2 separate regions of the Zea mays genome follow, and region 2 is linked to region 1. A link is a contact called in public Hi-C data. All regions are on one chromosome and are shown on one strand. Each heading gives the region's core, a stretch centred on a gene start, on an enhancer-like site or on the middle of the called end of the contact. The rest is flanking DNA. Distances are from core to core; before and after follow the strand shown.

The links. A called contact is a pair of places that touch in the nucleus more often than the background predicts.
Region 2: a contact with region 1 is called in a Hi-C map of tassel, with 1.9 times the contacts expected there. The contact joins the promoter of LOC103630108 here to the promoter of LOC100284565 in region 1. A contact is called at or near these places in 3 of 25 Hi-C or Micro-C datasets (bundle sheath, ear and tassel).

Annotation. Positions count from the first base shown.
Region 1 is chr6:140,661,166-140,664,550 of Zm-B73-REFERENCE-NAM-5.0, forward strand. LOC100284565 reads left to right here and starts at 1,753. Exons shown (of 2, transcript NM_001370657.1): 1 at 1,753-2,381. The coding sequence starts at 1,885. LOC111589696 (U2 spliceosomal RNA) reads right to left here and starts at 3,328; the gene lies at 3,141-3,328.
Region 2 is chr6:140,868,154-140,871,538 of Zm-B73-REFERENCE-NAM-5.0, forward strand. It overlaps LOC103630108 (protein IQ-DOMAIN 14), which reads right to left and starts at 1,771. Exons shown (of 4, transcript XM_008651198.3): 1 at 1,553-1,771; 2 at 1-146. The coding sequence starts at 120.

The sequences.
Region 1 (3,385 bases), core at 503-3,002:
ATTAGATAAGGCCTAATATGGAGAGGAGGAATTGTTGGGATCAACCTAATATGCTCAGTATTAAGTGTGTTGAGTACGAATAAGAAAGAGGGGAAGAATGTCTAGCCTGGTTCCAAGTCTGAGCACGTATTGGGCAGAACCGCAGAAGAGATGAATGATGAAGACGACGAGGCATGCTCGCACACATAAATTTGGTTACAGACTTGTGATTCCTACCGGCAAATGAGATGACCGCGCGAGGCACGCGAGGAGGCTGCGCCTGTGAAGGCGGTGGAGGCGCGCGACGATGGCGTTGCAGGTGTCGAGGAGCGCGACACCGGCGTCGAGGTGGATGGCGACGGCATAGCCCTCGCTGGAGCCGGCGAGTGCCCCTGCCCCTCAGCGAGCGTGAGTGCAAGGAGGTCGTCTACCCATGCGGGCGGAGCGAGCGAGGATGCCGACAGGGGCAGTAGGCCCTGGGGGCCGGGGGGCACGGACAGCGCCATGGACTGCGACATCGTCCGGTGTGCTGAGGAGAAGAGAGAGGATGCAGATGCCGCTGGCATGTAATTTCTATAGAATATTCGCGTGTTTGGATAGACGTCGGGCCGATGGACGCTACACGACGGGCTAGGATCCGGTCGGTGGCCGTTCAATTGTGATCTGATGGCTGAAAAATAAGAGGAAGACGTGGATACTCTAAAAGCTCAGATTTGCTCCCGCTATTAATATATATATATATACACATAGAATAGAATAGATAGATGGCGAACTAGATTGCAGCAGTCAAGAGAATAATTGATGCCGTAAAATTCAAGAAGGGAAAGTGGCAAGGAGGCGAGCTCGTCGCGAAAGTAAAACTGGTTTTTCATCGTCTATATATCCCATCATGAATTAATATAGTAGCCGAGTTGATCAATAATCAACTAACTACTAACTGGAAATGAACATCAAACATTGCACCAATAACAAAAAGCATTTTAGATGACAAATTTGGATACCTGTCCACTTCTTGTGTTCCTATATTTCCCTCGTGGTCGTGCTCGTGGGCACTCCAATTAATAATTAATGAAGGCTAAGACATTATATTCAACCCTGGTCTCATTCATAGAGATATCATGTGTGTATCAGCGAACGTACGTGATCTCTCTCTCTCTGATGTGTTGTTATTATAGTAAAACACAAAGGCAAAGTCAGTGTCTTCTCGGTGGGCGTGCGAAGGCAGATAGTAGCCTTGCATTATTAGGGCATGTACAACCTAGACACTGTTGCACGGTACTACAAGTATAAGACACAACTAAAACACAACATAATACAGTGGGCATAGGGCATGTCTAAAACATGTGTCTTACCATATTCACTGTAACAATCAGAGCATTCAAGAAATTAAAGTGACCAATCAGCTAGTTTTTTATCTCGAACATAGAGCTAAGATATTGTGTCTTTATTAAGATACATGTCTTAGTTTTTTTATACTTACCCCCTAAATACACTCGAAGACACAAATCAAGACACCAATTGTATATACCGTTGGACTTTTTGTTGTTGTTGTTGTTGCATGTCACGGATAATGGGTACGGGTACACGGCGGCCTCGCACGTCCATTCGTCCGTCCAATCGCGCACGTCCAAACCTGCCCTCAACGTCAGTCACCAACTCACCATACACCACGTGGTCCGCGTGCTGGGCTAATGACATGTGGGCCCTCAATACTACCGCGACAAACACGCACGCTCTATTAATAAAGCTCACCCGACCACGCCTGTGAATGGCAAAACAGTGCACTGACTGAGTGAGTGTCATCCAGTGCAAGCTCCCAGTCCCAGTCCCAGTCCCAGTCCCAGGGTAGTAGAGGACTAGAGGCAGGCTAGAGCAAAGCACGCGGATTGCGTGGCTAGCGCAACAATGGCGATGGCCACGGCCAAGCTCGTCCTTCTCATGGTCCTCGTGGCCGGCAGCTCCAGCGGCGGCAGCGCGTGGGGGCCGCTGATGAGCCGCCTCCGGATGCCGACGGCGCGGTCGCCCGTCGAGGTGGCGAAGGAGCGCCTCCAGGAGGACTACGTCGTATCGGCGGCTGCGCCGCTGATCCACGCGCTGCGGCCGCTGCTGGGCTCCGCGGGGGACCTGGGCCGGCGCGCCGGCGTGCCGTGCGACAGCTGGCGCCTGGCCGTGGAGACGTACAACAAGCGCGATTGGACGACGGTGCCGGCCAGCTGCGAGCGCTACGTCGGCCACTACATGCTCGGCGGCCACTACCGCCGGGACTCCCGCGTCGTCATCGACGAGGCCATCGCCTACGCCGAGGGCCTCAAGCTGGGCGGCAACGGCAAGGAGGTCTGGGTCTTCGATATCGACGAGACGTCCCTCTCCAATCTCCCCTACTATGCCACCCACGGCTTCGGGTACGTACGTACCTTCTTTAATATATAATCAATTAACGGCACGTCCCAAGTGATATGGAAATAAGCTATAAGAATGAACGAACTAGACTGATCTAATGCCACAATATATATAGTTTTCCTATAGCACAACAGTACGCAACGGAGCTCACTGAAACGGTTTTCTTTAGCGCTACCTACTTTTATTCGCTGACAACATTCCAACAACGTGACTTCAAAATTTAAATACTACATAATTTTAAGTGTTTAGAGCACTAAAAATAAATTGCGTTCCAACAATTAAACCCTAAACCATGTATTTTAGTAAGTAAACTACAGTATTAATAAATAAAATGTTGAGAATGATTTAGAAAAGAATGATAGGGCACTAGCTAGCTTGGGGTGTAGTATATTTGGATCAATTCATTGCAATGCCCTATATATGTTTTTGATAAAAAGTTATAAAATATAGCACTACAACTGTTTTCTATGAATTGATAACCCTATATTTTAAGATAGGGCCCTGATTTAAGATATTGTAAGAGATGCTCTGACGATCTAAAAAAAAGTAGACGGTATTGTGCAGTAATGTTTTTTGGGGTTTAACAAACAACAGTGTCTAGTGGAAAAGAAATATTTTTTTTTGTTGGGTTCTCTATACAAACTGACCGTTCGTAGATATGCTCCAACTTTTACTACTGTTTGAACTAAACAGCTGGTAGTCCAAGAATAATATATAATTTTACCGACGATGGGTTATATCTGCCGCAAGCAAATACATATAGTAGGCATGCATGTTTTTTAGGACATATTCAATATCCGTGTGCTATGATGACACAATCATATTTTTGATATTTATAAATAAAAAAATAAATTTAATACTAAAGTGAACATATGGTCCACATATTAGATATTAAACTGACAAGAACAAATATTACACTTTATCTTAATCAAAAGACAGAGAAAGATATTAGTTAAAAATGAGTCCGGACCCTTTTTTTATAGCTAGTTTTATCGCTCGTCCTCTT
Region 2 (3,385 bases), core at 521-3,020, 210 kb after region 1:
CCAGCGCTTGGCGCTGGCCGGAGGAGGCAGAGCCTGGTCCTGCTGCCGCCTCTGGCCTTTGGTGGTTGCCTGGTCCTTCTTGCCCAGGAAGCTGCGGAACCAGCGCGCCGCCTTGCCCATTGCCGCCGGACCTGGCAGCTGGTGGCCTGGCCGAGCGAGAGGGGAAGGGGACACACGGCGGTTAGAGACTTAGAGGTAGAGAGGTGGCGAGTTTTTGAATGAGAGAGGGAAAACGGAAGCAGAAGCGTGCGAGTGGCCGCGGGTCGGAAATGAAATATAGGCCTCTCTCTAATCACGCGCGCGCACACACATTGTGTCTCTCTCTCCTCGCCATTAATTATAAATTAAAAGAAATCATGAAAAAGATAAGTAGTCCAGTTTGGGAGCAGCGTGAGGAGGGAAGAGAGATTTGTTTGGGGACTCGAGGGTTCGAAAAGGGACAGCGTCAGCCCAAAAAGACGCGAAATGAGAGGAGGACGACCAGCAACAGGTGCAAGACCGCATTTTTGGTAACAAGAAGACCAGCATGCATGCGGATGCGGACCGAAACGGAGGAGTGATCTGTGCCTCTGCTCTGCTCTCCACACCAAAAATTACTCCCCTACCCTCGCATCGAAAGGGAGAGACAAGTGAACTAGTGAAGGGGGGAGGAAAAAATCGCAACTCCAGAGGGGAATCTCTCGCCTTATCCTCTTTCAGAGGTTCACAGTCAGAGTACGTGGTGTGGTGTCCCCGGCAGAGCCCAAGGTGGGGGAGAGGTGAGGAAAAAGGAGGAAGAAAAAAAAAAGCTCAACACATGCAAACACATGGCAGGTGCGTGCACATGAGACGCCGCAGGGAGGGGACGAGATGCGGCCATCGGATGGGACAAGGTCGTCTACGTGAGCATGATCCTGGTGATGTAGGGTACGCACGCACGCACCGATCGATGCAAGTAGTAGTGTAGGTAGCGGCATGCAAAAGACACAAGGACGGAGGAAGAAGAGCTAGCGAGCCATGCCCATGCCACATGAGTGACCAACCACCTCGAGATGGAGATGGAGATCTCGCCGGTGGCGGATAGCTGCTGCAGCGAGCTGAGGAGCCCGCGACGGAGGGAGGGGCCGGGCCGGCGAGATCGATCGGAGTCCTAAATCTGTCAGGCAGGCCCAGCAGGCGCGGGGGATCGTTCCATCAGCTTTCGATCTCCCCACCCAGTCACCCACCTCTCTCACTCGCTCTTGCTACTGCGGCCTGCCGCGCGGCATGCAGAAACGCGAAGGGCACGACGACGACGAGACCACCAGCCTGCATGCCATGGCACCACTCCCGTGAGCGGCACAGCGCCTTGACCTGCAGCAGCCACGCATTACCGACCGCCCCCATCGTCTAGCTAGGCGTCTCCATGCACGATCGGATCGGATCGGAATCCGGATCCGAGCTAGGCAGCTAGCTAAGCTGTAGAGTACAGCTGGGCACCGCGAGATAACCAGTGCACCTGCAAAACGGGCGCAAGCGCAACACAGTAGGGCGGATCGGAGGCGAGGAGAGGATCTGGTAGATCTGCATGCACCTCGCAATCAAGGACGTCTCGTCACGATGCCAAGCTTAGGCGGTCAGTGAGCACGAGCACTGCGCTGCGTGCATGACAGAAGATTGGCAGATGCAGATGCGGGGCACAGCAGGAGCCGGAGCCAAGGCTAGCTGTTAAGTAGTACTACTACTAGCTAGTAGGCATGCGCGCGTCGTTGCTGCCAGCCAGCCAATGCAGATGCAGGAGCGGCGCTTAGCGTACGTTCGACGAGCAAGCTAGCAGAGCGTCTTCATGATCAGATCAGCGATGATATGATCATGCCCCTCGCCGCCGGAGCTAGCAAGCAACCAACCAACCAAAAAGCAGCGCCTGCATCTGCACTGTGCTGTGTGGTGTGCGTAGCATCCATGCCACGCAACGCAACGCAACGCATGGTGTGTGCACATCATGGTGTATGGGCCTGCAGGGCACACTGCACGTGCGCCGCCCGGGGTTCGGTCGTACCAGGAGCGTTGCATGTGGGGCTGTCACTGTGAGTGGTGAGGGCTGAAGCATGCATCATGGTACCTTTTGCAATCAGCATGCTGGCCGGCCGGCCGGCCACCGTACCCTGGGAGGTATGTTTGCTCGATCGCTCGACTCATGCATGCATGGCATGGTATGGCCCGGCCGCCGGCCGGTGTGGCATGGGTCGAGTTAGGGTTTGGAAGCTAGCTAGTATAGAGAGATCGACCTAGCTGCTAGTAGCTCTCCCATTTGAATTTGAATCGTACCATGCATATATATTGCTTCCCAGATCTTAATGCCCATCAAGGTGCGTACGTACGTGTGCATGATTGCTGTACCAGCTACGCACCATGCATGATTACATTCACCACGTAATCATAGTACACACACTTGCCGTACGTCCCAGCACCGGAGCCAAGCAAGCAGCACGAATATCCTTGCCCTGTACGAGTCCTTTTCACCCACCGATTTGCTCTGCTAAGGCCGGCGTACCGTACTCAACTGATTTACCTTTACCACGCACCGTATGGACTTGCCGTTACTTGACAATAGTAGGGATGACAACGTGTAAAATGCCCGATAGTGAATACACGGCCGCATCTATAGATAGCCAATAAGCACGAGGCCGGTGAGCTTGTCACGAAGCCCGCTGTTTGGACCTGATTCGAGCCCGACACGGTCTAGTTCTATGCGGGTCGGGTCCTGACAGGAAACTAAGCACGGTGGGCTGGTCTAGACCTCTAAACCCGTCGAGCCCGCTTTTTTGCACTAAACCATGCTTACCGGCCCACTTAGCCCGCTTTTTCCGTGTTTACCGACCCGGTCCAGCCCGTTTAGGCCCGCTGCTAATATAATAAAATTATTATAAAAATACTAAAAACTTAAAATATAGCTATATAACATCGTGGATAAAAACTACAATAATAAAATAATTTCATAAAAATTAAAATAATTTGGTTTTAAAAATATATAGTAAGTTGGTTAAAAATAAATTCTAAAGACCTATAAAGTGAATAAAATACTGAGTAATATCATTGTTCATATCCAGATTAATTAAATTTAGGATTTAAGGTTTATTGCATTAAACTTAAATTTGTCACAGAATTAAAATTAAACTAGACATATAGATAACTTTTAATTAATTAGCATTTTATTAAAATTATTTTATTTACATAGTTAAATAGACAAATTAAAATTTGGATGGTTATAAAATAACCTATATTTTTCAAACGTGGATATAAAATCGAATAAAAAATAATTTTAGAAAAGGATATATTCATTTAGGGCTTGTTCGGTTAGCACTCGATCAATGTGGATTGAGTGAGACTAGGTGGATTTAAATCCTAAGCAAGTCAAACTTATTTT